Regions from separate parts of the Mus musculus genome. Here region 1 is linked to region 2. A link is a contact called in public Hi-C data. All regions are on one chromosome and are shown on one strand. The core of a region is the stretch at or near the end of the contact, and the rest is flanking DNA. Distances in the headings are between cores, read along the strand shown.

Region 1 (6,931 bases), core at 2,363-4,862, 54 kb after region 2:
AACCTGGGGCAAACCCAAAGTTCATGCCTTTCTTTCTAGACCAATGGTGAGCAGATTTGATTTTATCATTCCCTAAAGGAAGTTAACCTATGTAAGAGGAAGCATGGATTTGCATTACATTTCCAGTAACAGTAGATCTCAGGTCATTATTTCACATACATATCACCTAACATTTCACAAAGCAAGAAACAGAGTGGTCTGATACTTAAATAGAATAATAGTCTCCCTTTAGCCCAGATTCTCCCAAGAAGCAGTGTTTGAGACAAGTCAAGACTCACATTTGGAGGCAAGCACTTTGTTTTTAGGAGTGAAGCTTAAAGGAAAGAGGAGGAAAGCGTGAAGAGAAAAGCCCATTCCAAGAGTGAGTGTGCTTTGAAGTGGTTTGTAATGAAGAGGCTGAGGCCAGACCACTGCAAAGATAGTTCAGCAGTGTGAAAAAATTAAGCACACTTCAGACCCATGTCCAAGTTAGACTGGAGATGAAACATGCAGCCCATAGTTGCTCAAGAGTACATTGACTTCCCTCACTCTGGGTGTATGTACAGGCAAAAGTGGCGGAACAATAGCAACCAATCTAGGCTGTGGTTGGGTGTATCATTGAGCTAGTCATGAGAATGAGACACCCGGTTGAGCTGAGATACACTGGCAACAGGTCCACCTGCGCATGGGAGGCTGCTCTATTCATCCCTTCTAGCAAACAGTGAGCTAAACATGAGGAACAGCCCGGGAAGTCGGATATGTCATTTCTTAAATTCTTTAATAATGAACACTATCAAAGCAAAGGACTGTGGGTTTTTTCAAGCTCATGAATTATAAATATTCTAACATGGTAGTTCTTTTTCCTTTTCCTTTTTTTTTTTTTAATCCTGACTCTGTTTATGCCTGCCCCATCTCGTCTCCTCCCAGCCTGATGTGAAACATTTGTCCCTTTGTGGATAACATCTAAAACTTGGAAAGTACCCACAAAATATAAAAGCAAGTTAAAATAAATACGCTATGATGCAAAATGACCCATTACAACTTTGCCTGGGCATTGTTTACTGGGTAACTGGAGAGAGTCTTGCTGGACATTGAGCAGATTACAGAGTTGCCATGGAAAGGTCTCTGAAGCAGGGTTGCTTTGATTTCAATTTGGTGATACCATAAGCTATAGCTGGAGCTGGCTGAGAAGTATAAGATGCGCCTCCTGTGCTTTCTTAACATATGCACCGTGAGTCATGTCTCCTGATGCTAGATGACCTCAGAGGTCCTTCTCTGGTCTAATTTTGCCTTCCTTCCTCAACTTCCTTCTGCCTCTTCCTTTCTTCCATTACTCTACTTTTCCATACATGGAAAGACAGAAGGAGCGTGTCTGGTATGTGTAAATAAATGTGTGTGTGTGTTACTGTTTTTCTTTCTTCTTTTGTTTTATTTCCTTCCTGTCTCCGTTTGTTTCTTTTAAATGTTCATGTTACAGGTTGAACTCAGTCTTGCATGTGCTAGTCCAACACTGCCACGGAGCAGCCCTCTCAGCCCCTAGTATAGCTGCGTTTTTTATTCACAAGCTCTGGCTGAGAACTGCTGGCATGAACTTGTGCTTTCAGCTCTGGGTTTTTACCTAGGCCTTGATCTTGGTGAGACCATAGACCCTGGAGTTTGTCAGCCTGGGTTTGTGTCCTGCCATTACCACTTATACACACTATCAATTTCCCTTATCATTATTGTGAAACCTAAATGAAGTAACGTATAGGAACGGCAGGGCATTGTATGAGAAACTGAAGATCCAATACACGATAAATCATTGTCCTGATTCAGTATTGTTCTCAATTTGCATTTTAATCTCATCCTTAGATGTTATCTAAGAGCTTAACAATAAATGCCAAGATGAGATTACTGGGAACACAGGAGCTGTAAATCAGTCTTGTCAGCCAGTTTGAAACTGATGCTCTTTGACCCATACTGCAATAGCTGAGTGTGCAGAGACTTGCAGACAGAAACAAGTCTGAGCAGGTGTTGTTAACAACAGATACGGGCAACAGAAGCAATCTTTAGAAGCCTGGAAGCAAAACCCTCAGACTTAGCACAGTCAGCAGCTCAAATCCAGGGAGCAAGATCGCCAGACAGGAATCATTCTTTACTGAATTTCTCAAAGTCAGACACACAGCAACAAGGGTGTGTGTGTGTGGCTTGTGTGTGTGGTATATGTGTTTGTGTGGTATGGGGGTGTGTTCGTGTGTGTGTGTTTGTGTATGTGTGTGTGTGTGTGTTTGTGTATGTGTGTGTATGTGTGTGTGTTTGTGTATGTGTATGTTTGTGTATGTGTGTGTGTTTGTGTATGTGTGTGTGTTTGTGTATGTGTGTGTTTGGGTATGTGTGTGTGTGAGTATGTGTGTGTGTTTGTGTATGTGTGTATATGTGTATATGTGTGTGTATGTTTGTATGTGTGTGTATGTGTGTGTGTGTTTGTGTATGTGTGTGAGTATGTGTTTGTGTTTGTGTATGTGTGTGAGTATGTGTTTTTGTTTGTGTGTATGTGTATGACTATGTATTTGTGTATGTGTGTGTATGTGTATATGTGTGTGTGTTTGTATGTGTGTGTGTATGTGTGTGTTTGTGTATGTATGTGTATGTATGTATATGTGTATGTGTGTGTTTGTGTATGTGTGTGTGTGTATGTGTATGTGTGTGTGTATGTGTGTGTGGTCTGTATGTGTATGTGTGTGTGTGTTTGTATATATGTATGTGTGTGTGTGTTTGTGTATGTGTGTGTGTTTGTGTATGTGTGTGAGTATGTGTGTGTGTATGTGTGTGAGTATGTGTTTGTGTATGTGTGTGTATGTGTATATGTGTGTGTTTGTATGTGTGTGTGTGTATGTGTGTGTGTATGTATGTGTATGTATGTATGTGTGTATGTGTGTGTGTATGTGTGTGTGTATGTGTGTGTGTGTGTGTGTATGTGTGTGTGGTGTGTATGTGTATGTGTGTGTGTGTTTGTGTATGTGTGTGTGTATGTGTATGTGTGTGTGTGTGTGTGTGTGTGTGTGTGTGTGTGTGTGTGTTTAAATAAGTGGTGTGGTGGTGGTGGTTGAGATCATACTCACTTCCCAGTCCTCCCAGGTTTGAAGAAGAAGAGGAGAAAGAAGAGGAAAAGGAAAAATGAGTTCTCTTTGTGTTGTCCACACACTCACTGGAGCATGGTCATACTCCCAGTGGCCAGCCCCTTAAAGAAAATGGAGTCCTTTCTCACCCGCACCCCTGCCAGAAGCCATCAACTGTGGAGAGCTACACTTTGACGTCCTTGTCACAAATTTTTAAGACTTCTCTTCTGTGGTTTCCTATGTAGGCTGTGTGGTGGGGGAGGGGTAGTGGTTGTCACAGAAGCCTTCTCTGTCCCTCTTTCTCAATTGTGAAAGAGAGACATAGAGCAAGCTTACCTGAACACAGACATCACAGTATTAAAGTCCAAATATAGGTACACGTACAGTTAAATCTGATTGGAAAGCTCCCCTCAGATCTGCTCTCGGCCAGGCCTATTTTATCCTCCCCAGCAGCCCAGGAAGCATTTCCTAACCAGCTTCTGCTCTCCCAATTCAAATCAATCCTGGCCAGAGCCACCACACACCCACTCCCTGGCCTGAGTCCACCCCCATTCCATGACTTTCTCTGTAGCAATTTCATAACCTGACATAAACCTCCTGTGTATTTATTTGTTGCTATGCATTTCATTACATGTCTCTGCATGAAAATGTGAAGTCTCTGAAAGCCAGGGTTCTGCCTTTCTTCTTTAAAGCTGTACTTCTGGTGCTCAGAGTAGTGACTGGGAAATGTAGAATGAATGATCAAAAATGGTTTGGAGTGAGTGAATAAATTATTGAGCTAGACTTGGGCTTGCATTTTCCTGCTCTATTAGCAAACTGTTAGAGTAACACATCCCCCTTCCATCTTCAGTAACTGTCATTGATTTACAAAACGTTTGTGTGTCTCATTATGAATCTAACTGGTTCCGCAATTTTCCTTTTCTACATATCACTGTTTTCCTAAAGTAAGTTCTGAGAATTCATGTCAGTGCTCTGTCTCCGGAAAGATATTGGCATATTATTAAACTGTACTTACTGTCCTAGAAATAAACTACTTAATACATTACATCTCTAGCAAAGGTTAATACTTCAGGACCCAGACTTTTGAGTCCTATGCTGCAGAGCATCTGATGGAGCTTCAGGAGACAGTAAAGACACACAGCAGAGATGGTGAAGGGCGGGGGGGTGGGGGTGGGGGTGGGGGCAGAGATTTCTTGTTGCCAAACTCTTCTGGTTCATTACTATCTCAGGTGTGCAGAGGACAGAGGACACCATTTGGGAATTGGTTCTTTCCTTCCACCATAGGCTCCCAGGGATAGACTCTAGATCATCAGGCAATCGTACTTACCCACTTACCCATCTTCCTTGCCTCTAAATCTCCTTTTGTTTGCACTTTTCTTTCTCTTCTTCTCTCTCCTTAACCACCATCGACATGAACAAACCTTCCTTCCTGAGTCAGAGTGACCCCTGGTGTTGTAAAGGCATGACACAAGTTGTGACTGGTTAAGCTTCTCTGGTTCTTACAAACTCACCTGCCAATAAACAGCGTGCAATTCTCTCATTCGGAAAACATATTTTAAGCATTTGCTGAATGACAAATAAAGCCGAAACCAAACCAAAACACCCACAACAACAGCCAAACCAACAGCCAGAATTGTTTCCCTCCCTTGTCAATATATACTTTATATTTCCATTGGTTTTGTTGGCTTGCTTGTTTCCTTTTGTTTTTGTTATTGTTGCTAGAGTCTGAGTCCTTAACTGTGGTCTAACCTTCTGCCCTGTCTAACCTGCACCCCCATTTTTCCATCAGGCTTGCTGCTCCAGGGAGTGCCACTCCCTTTGTAAATCTATGCTATCTGTTGATAGATAACTTGCTTTTCCCTCATCAGGAATCTAAGTGAACCCTTGACTTTGCACCCACCACTTCCCGGCCAAGCTGTGTTTAGCATTTTACTACGCATTAACTCTTCGCTGAGCATCATGAGAAATGTCCCTCATTATTTTGGAATATAACCCATTTGAACATCTAAATGCATTACTGAAAGCCACATGCTTTCCTGTGCCTGCACTTTGTAAGATGCCAGTCATTTAGTACTGTTGCTTTATAAACACTGGAAACATTGCTGATGGAAACAGAGATGTATTGCAAGTGTAAAATGCACTCAGGGTCGGGAAAGCTTTGCACAACATGACTACGTTTTGGAGAGCATATTGGAATGAAAATATTGTATATCTATCTCTACCTATATTTTGTTAGGTAAAATGCATTATTGAAATTCAGCCTCTTTTCTAAATGTGATTACAAATGAGTTGTAAGGAACTTACATGGCTCCCCTTATATTTCTGATAACCATCACTGGCCACTGTAATCACATTGTATCAACTTCACCTACTATCTTTAGTGAGCAACTAAAGTGTACAGTGGGCTGTTTTATAAGTCTGGCAAGTGTCATCCACTTTTATGGCTAGAATTTATTCCTGGAATTGAATCTTGACTGAATGCTGTCCCCTGGGAGTGGTCTGCAGCATTCTAAGGTCACCAGGCATTGACGCTCTCTTACAAAAGCAGATTGTCCAAGCCAGACTCGGCTTTGTATTTGTAGTGGCAGTGATTGCTTCCAGGGTCAACCACTTTCAGGCAGTTAATAACCCGTTTGACCAGAGGTTCATCAGTGTCCTAGCCACTCATTAAATCCTAAAACGCCCTCTACCCAGAGGTCAGTATTGCCCAACTCCGTCATACTTAACCAAGAAAAAGAATGCTTTCCTTTTCATTGTCAGTGAATTGATTGGCAGGTCTTTGGGTGGTCCTGGTTATTTCTATGTACCCTTCTTTGTCTTCAGCTGCCAAGCGAGTGACATCAACTTTCCTTTCACAATATGAAATTATTGCAAGGCTGATTACTGAGTACAAGGAAGTCTACTGTCTTGACATTGGACCTCACCTCTTCATTATTATCATAGAGTGACTCATGGGGAAAAGAAAATTTGGAGGAGCAAGGAGGCTCATGCCATGAACCCTATAAGTCACCAGCTTGATAAACTACCATCTTTACTACCATTCACAATGTGCCCATTAGACTCCAGCAGAGGAGGAGGTATGACTAATTCCTCACTTTACCACCAAAAATAAATCACAGCGTTGAGCTGGAAGGAGACACAGACTTTCCAGGATGAAGAGTTGAGTTTGAGAGTGAGACATGGGAAACATGTTGTAAAGGAGCCAGGCGTCCCTGGGCACAGGATTGCGGAACAAGCTCTCTAGACTTGATTGCCATTAAGCCCAACATTAGAAGTAGATGCTAGTACTTAAGTATATTCATGTACCTGACATCTTACTGTTCATTAAAAGATACATGGTCTCTGTCAAATCTCATTCATGAGTCCATTCCTCAGGCCTCTGTCATTCATAGACATGTTATACAGTGTTCATACTTAGAGATCATTCTGGATTCCCCCCAAATCCATCCATTTACAAGCACTGAACTTGTGTTCACATATCTTTTTTTTGTGTGTGTCTGATTCACTGAAGGTCGCTCTCATGGTCCAAAGTAATCAAGCATTGTTCAGGCCACAAGAGTGGTGAAAGAACTTGGATGCTGGGACCAGGCTAAGCTCATTTTGGGGTGAAGATTGTTTTTGGGGTAGATGGAAGCACTAATATGTGTTGTAGGACTAAACATATGAAGGACGTACATACTATAGTACTAGTGATAACTGGTTATTGTCAATGATAGAGTCTGTGGCCAAAGCATTGGATTACTTGTGGTTAGAATCAGTTTATTTATATGCCCAGTGTAGCGTCTTACAAATAGAAATCGTTAAATTACTGGATTTAAAAAACATATTGTGTTTATGTAACTGACATATTTAGA
Region 2 (6,600 bases), core at 1,769-4,268:
TTTAGCTTCTACCTAGAGATTTTTATTGATTTGACACCACATGTAATTTGATATTTGCATGGGCTCAAGGTATGATTTATATATCTGGTATCCACATATGTTACACAGACAACAAAGGCACCAAAGCTGGATGTTTTCCAACTCTGGGACATTTGGGAAGGCACCGACTTCTCAGGGCCTCCCCTCCCTCATCTGTGATCCGGGCTCTCCTGGCCCCACAACACAGCTGTGAGAGCCAAATGAGCGAATAAGCATGAGTCACACATAGTGCAGCACAATGCCTGGCAGAGCATCCACTTCACAAATCAAATGGTAATTTATAAGACCTTAGGGAAATGTCCATGTGTCCATTGTCTGAATCATACTAACCACTTTAAATAACATTTTCTAATCTAACTAAAAGTGAGTAAGAAAAGCTTGACAAAATACGTTGCTCCGGAACTTTTCTTCTTCATTCTGGGAATTCATACAATTATGAAGAACTAATGATGAATAAGGACAGGTCACTCAAGATGCCTTTCCCCTTCCCTACTCCCCCCTCCCCATTCTTGAGATGAAACATCAAACCTTGGAGAGAGGATATAGTTCCATGACACATACAGAACTGCAGAGAGTAGAGAGGCCCTGCCTTTGAGTACCTGGCAATGTCTGTGGTCTAAATAAACCATCCTGCCTGACTTCAGGTTACCTCTGTGGTGTCACCCAACACATGGCTGGGGAGAGATACTAAGTGGTTATTGAGAGCTGGTGGGTGTGCATTCCAACACAACCGTGGCTCTTTCAGCATTATGCAACTGCGTAAGCTTTACTTTCTTGCGGCCTTACTTACAAGTAGAAAGCTTTTTCTATGTTAAAGGAATTCCTCCTCCTAAGAAAAGCAGCTGACCCAGCCCCAGCCCCAGTCACCCAGTGGTTGCCAAAGAAGACATCAGACCCTGGCATGGTCAGGACTTAGGATGCCACCATCTGACATTAAATAAAGACTGCTCTATCTGTACAAGTTTGTTTAAATTCTCCTTTTTGTCTCTTCCTACAAACTTAATTGTTATATATTCTTACAGTACAAAGTTAATCTCTAAAGCTTTATTTTCTTGCAGCGACATTAGGGAAATTTTGGTTAACACAGGAAAGGAAAAACTAGGTGTGAGGGTTAACCTGGCAGCACCACTAATTATCAGTCTATTTGAACATCTTCCACTGAAGGTATGTAGCTGCCTATACAGTTGTATGTGGTGGCCCTGTTACAGTTATCTGTTTGTCTTCATCACAAGACTCGTGCACAGCTCACGTCTACAACTCTGCAACAGGTTCTGTTCCAGTCTGGCTCATGTCTTCAATCTTTTGTAAAATACTTTGGTTCTCTTTTGAATTTCACATCATACACCCCAATCCCACTCATCTCCCCTCCCCTTGTATGTGCCCTCCACACTTTCAACATCTGCACTAACAGAGGGGGAAAAAAATCTCACCGTGGAAGCTGTAGTATGTCACACTATGTCCCATGCATATGATTTTGTCCACACTTCTGTCCACACTTCTTTGCTTTGTTCATGGAGTGAGTCATCTGCCTTCTGCTACTCCATCAGTAGTGGAACTTCCCTGGGACTCCTCTTGGAGAGCCTATTGTTGCCCTGTGTCATGGAGATCCTGTAGTTTGCTATCTAAAACACAGGCTCCTTCAAGCACTCCTACACAGCAGAGCAGGCCCTGGTTGTGGGCACTGAGGGTGATCATGCCCTGAGGGCATAAGTGTGGGAGAGTCAGCCCTGCCTCTTTTCTACTATGTGGTGGCATTGGCAGGGGAGAGATCCCCTCCCTTCACTTTTGCCTACCCCATTAGGGGTGGGTGGGAAAGTTGGCCCCAAGGTGGGGTCTCAAGAGCAGGAGCTGTTCCTGCCCCTCGCTTATTGTAGCATTCTGGAGATTGGGCCCTGCATTTCTCCTGGGCAGCACAGTAGAGCTAATCCTGAATGTATGAGTTTCAGTTGAGCCTGCCCAAATTCTTGTCTGCTGGGTGGTGGTGTGGATGAGGGAGAGATAGCCTCCAGCCATCCCTATCCTTCTCTATCTAAGGCAAGTAGAAGAGCTGGCCCCAGGGTCATGAGAGTGGGAGAACTGGCCATGTCCCTCACTGGCTGCAACACTTGGGAGAGCAAACCCTATACTTTGCCTGGCATGGTAGAGCTGGCCCTGATCGCAGGAGTTGCTGGTGAGCTGGCTCTGAAGGTGAGAGGGCAGGAGAACCAGAGGCTGACCAGCTCATATATCACTCAGGGCCAGATCCAGGGCTCTGAACTGGCCCAACACAACATCTACTCCACTGATGCACTTCATCTATCTTAGTTTGACCTGCTAGTGCTCTGATGTCCCTGGTTTTCCTCATGGATTGTGAAAGCAAGACTGTAAATGAATCACAGGAGGCAAGCAGAGGCATTATACAGTTAAGTTCAGGAACAATGCACAAAGCTTGTTAGCTGTCTTAGAATACAGTCTAAGAGGTGATAGTGAAGAAACCCTGGGGTACCTCCAGTCCTGTCACCAGCTGTCTTAGTTAGGGTTTTACTGCTGTGAACACCCACCATGACCAAGACAATTCTTATAAGGACAACATTTATTTGGGACTGGCTTACAGGTTCAGAGGTCAGCCCATTATCATCTAGGTAAGAACATGGCAGCATCCAGGCAGACACAGTGCAGGAGAAGCTGAAAGTTCTACATCTTCATTGAAGGTTGCCAGCAGACTACTGACTTCCAGGCAGCTAGGATGAAAGTCCACACCTACCGTGACAAACCAACTCCAATAGGACCACACCTTCTAATAGTGCCACTCCCTGGGCAGAGCACATACAAACCATCACACCAGCCCAAGACACTCAGTTACAATGTCCATGATCTGAAGGAGAAAAAAGAAAAAAAAATCAGAGTTTCTACATGAAGCTGAATTACCCTTGAAAGACCTGACCAGTTTCTTGGCTTCCCCAGCTGAGTCATGGCTTCCTGAGTTGCCAGGGGGCCGAATGAAGACTGTGGGTGGTTCTGTACAGGCCAAAAGCACAGTGCTAATCCCAGCTTCTTGAGCTTTTATGAAAGAGAGAGCCCACTTGATTGATGGTGTTATTTTGACCTTTCTGAGGCCTAACTGACTTTGAGAAGAAGGGAAAACAGATTCTTGGAATGGTGCTGAGCACTTGCAAACCCACAGGAGGTGTCAGAGGGCAGAGTGCCATGTACCCAGTCTCCTAGGGTAGACCTCAGGAGAAGGTTTAGATGCCAGGCTTGGGTTCCTGGCATCAGGCTGGGACAGGCTCTGCACAGGGTACCCAGCTAAGTGTGGTCTATGACAGTGAGCAGGAACTGGAATACTCTCCCTCCTGTCTTCCTTTCTCCCCTCCTATCCAAACACGTATTGGCACGTGCTCTTCACTTCATCCATGGATGAGAAACAACATAAAAACAGAGATGCCCGCTCAGGAGAGCACGAATTCTTTGTTTTTTATTTATTTGTTTTATTATATTTTGGTTTTTTGTTTGTTTGTTTGTTTTCCTGTCAGAAATAACTGGTAAATTGGTCACCGTAATTTTGCTAACAGAAAATGCATGTTTTTCAAACAATGCCAGGCTATGGAGACTATGAAGCCTGCATAAAAGAGTATGATATTAAAGAAGTTACTGGTTGTAAGTAACAGAACGACTCCAAAGCAGCTGATGGTACAGGATGAAGGCAGAGGAATTCCATCATAAAAGAAGGTTAGTAGAGGCCATTTTTGTTGAACCCAAGAGCAGAGAAGCTGCTGGGCCTGACAACTGTAGCTGGGATTCATTGGGAGAAGCCCAACCCTAACAGCATTGTGCTTCTTCCTACATGTCTAGCCAAGTCTTGCTAGCTATAAACAGGGTATCTGTATAAAGGTAGAGAGAGTAAGAAACGGGTACTCAGGAGGGTCTAGAGTTTACATCTTCAAGTATGCATATAAAAAGATCTTTTTCTAGCTGGATCTAAAACATTACCAATGGAGATGGGGGTGTCAATCTGCAATAACATTGATCAAAAATTACGCAAGAGGTATGGCAACCTGGAAGGAGTTATGACTTAACCAGCTTATGCATTTTCAGACTGAAGATCTAGAGTTCTTTTTGTACTTTCCATTTATGGCAAAAAAAAAGAAAAAGAAAGAAAGAAAGAAAGAAAGAAAGAAAGGAAGGAAGGAAGGAAGGAAGGAAGGAAGAAAGAAAGAAAGAAAGAAAGAAAGAAAGAAAGAAAGAAAGAAGGAAGGATCAGAAAGTCCCAGAATGGAAGATCAGGCAAATGTGAGTATTGGGACTTGTTTTGCTCATATGTCCTTAAAAAGTATTTGAACAAATAGACTATGGAATGAAAATAAGGAAAAGAATCTCCAGAGTGGAGAGCATTGGGAATCCCAATGGTCTAGTGTAGTTTTCACAGGAATAAGCTCTCTCCATCCCCTGACTCAAATAAAAAGTATAAGTTTGGAGAACTTGACAAATTAACAACAAAACAACCCCCCCAAAGATACAGATGTTTGTAATAAATGTAAGCTCCACCCTGATGGAAGAGGTTCTGGGATGCCATTCATCCTGCTTAGAACTGCTAGATTGAAGGAAGGGGTTGGGTGGGGACAGAATAGAGAAACAGCAGCCAGCATCTTTTATCCATTGAGAGATATGCAAAGCAGAAACCATACAAGCTGGGGAGCCTTCCATGATGCAGTGACAATTCCTGAGGCTGAAAGGGGAAAAGTTCATTGTGTTGCCTGAGTGTCACTTCAGGCAACACAGGCAGGGGACTCATGAGCTGAAGGCCATGTGGAACTGCAGAGCTAGACGCTACCTCAAAATAGAAATTAAAAAAATGCATAAGAACACAAGAGCCAAAAGACAATCACAGGAAAGGATGAGGACTGATCGAGAGCTCTTTGGAAAATGCACACACATCATACGTAGTGAATACTTAATAAATATCTGTTACTTGTGTGCTCTCATGGACTAAACTGTTAAGCACTTAAGAGTGCATGAAGGTGTTAGCACATTGTATTTGTGTGGCAACCTTATGAGGATTTATTACGATCTGTGTTGCAGAGAAGTAAACTGTGATGTGGAACTTCTGAGTTAAGTTGCCAAAAGCCATAGAGTGAGTAAGCCAACAGAACCTAGGCTGTCAGAAACCTCACCCTCACACTGAGGCCTGAGATTCTTCATACCACTGCTTTAAGAGACAGCAATACCCAAATCAGGGTGATTACTCATTTCCTGATGGGAGGGCCTTTCTGAGCATTCCAATTTCAGACTCAGAAGAGAGACTATATCTTTGTGCTTCCAGGGCCCACCCAACTCCCTGGCCACTGGTGTTAAAAAGGCTGTTTGGTAGAGTTGAGTCTGTTTGACTCTTTAAAAGGAAAATATAAAGTACAAGCATTAACTTACCTCCATCAAGCAAAGCTCTAGATAGCACATGTAAGATGGACTTGTAAGTATGAAAAGCCATTTGTGTGGAGCCTCTGGATAAACTACGTGAGTGAACTCCAGACTGAGTCTAGAGATAGAGCCTCTGGACAGAGCTATAGATGGAGCCTCTAGACGGAGCCTCTGAGTGAGTTCTGAATGACACTCCAGATAGAGTCTCAGGATGGAATGAGCCTTGTGATAAATCTCTAGATGAAGCTCTAGATGGAGTACTGGATATAGCCTCTGGTTGGAGCATCTGAATGAGCTCTCAGTGGAGCTCCGGATATATTCTCAAGATGGAAAGACTCTGGATGAAGCTTGACCACATCAACATGATTGTTATAGTCCATGGGCTATGGAGAAGGTTACTGTGCACCTCCAGCCTGCAAGTAAAACCAAAGCCTGACTTATCCTGTGCACACCACACCCATTTAAAAACATGAATCATGGATTTCCAAATAACAAGTTTGAAATACCTTTTAAAATCCCCAACACATAGCACCAAGGCTTCCAGCCTACCTTCCCATCTGACTGAATTCTACTATCCCAGAGGAAGGAGGACAGGGGTGGAGAGCTACTAAATCTGTCCCCAGGAGGTTCAACACTTTCAGGAATTTTATAGTGAAATTACCAGCTAACCTTGGTTTAGAACTTGGGCCCAGGCCTCTCCCACACTTTGAGAGTGTGGTATGGAAACTCAGTGGCTTGATGAGGAGAAAGCTTTGCCTTGGTGACTGAGCTGAAGAACTGGGGGTAGAAAAAAAAGTCACTGGTGAACACCTAGCAAGGCTGGCCAATACAGGAGACTGTGCTCAACTTTCTCTGGCTTCTTTATCAACCACTAGGAATGCACTGTTGTTAATTCCAGTAAAAGCAGAGTATAAGCAGGCTGCTGGTTTACAAAGTGTCCCACCAGCCTCTTGTTTGAGATGGGTATCAGTCTCCCAAGTCAAAAGTACACAAATGATTTAGCTGTCGGCCCTCCTTTCTTGGGGACTGTCTTTTTATGTCAAGAAAGGGAATATTACCTAAATGAGCCATGCTTGGATGAGAAGGTTGTCATGCCTTAATTCAGGAAAGGAGAATGGAGTCTTGGAATTGATCAGAGCTAGAGAACCACCCTTACCTTTAAGCCGC

What was found. Hi-C and Micro-C count contacts between places; a contact is called where the count stands out from the background.
Region 1: a Hi-C map of 3T3-L1-derived adipocytes shows a contact between it and region 2, with 4 times the contacts expected there. The contact joins two enhancer-like sites. A contact is called at or near these places in 1 of 39 promoter capture datasets (the 3T3-L1 cell line), 6 of 484 Hi-C or Micro-C datasets (3T3-L1-derived adipocytes, adipose-derived mesenchymal stem cells, embryonic fibroblasts and 2 more) and 2 of 115 datasets of contacts at active chromatin or transcription factors (embryonic fibroblasts and fibro-adipogenic progenitors).

What each region holds. Positions count from the first base shown.
Region 1 is chr7:72,495,474-72,502,404 of GRCm38.p6, forward strand. No RefSeq gene overlaps it. Among named protein-coding and RNA genes, the nearest start is that of Gm39035, 190 kb to the left of the region's middle. Within about 2 kb of position 3,613, at least 21 of the 459 cell types and tissues checked have an H3K27ac peak or open chromatin away from gene starts, as enhancers often do.
Region 2 is chr7:72,441,928-72,448,527 of GRCm38.p6, forward strand. No RefSeq gene overlaps it. Among named protein-coding and RNA genes, the nearest start is that of Gm39035, 140 kb to the left of the region's middle. Within about 2 kb of position 3,019, at least 25 of the 459 cell types and tissues checked have an H3K27ac peak or open chromatin away from gene starts, as enhancers often do.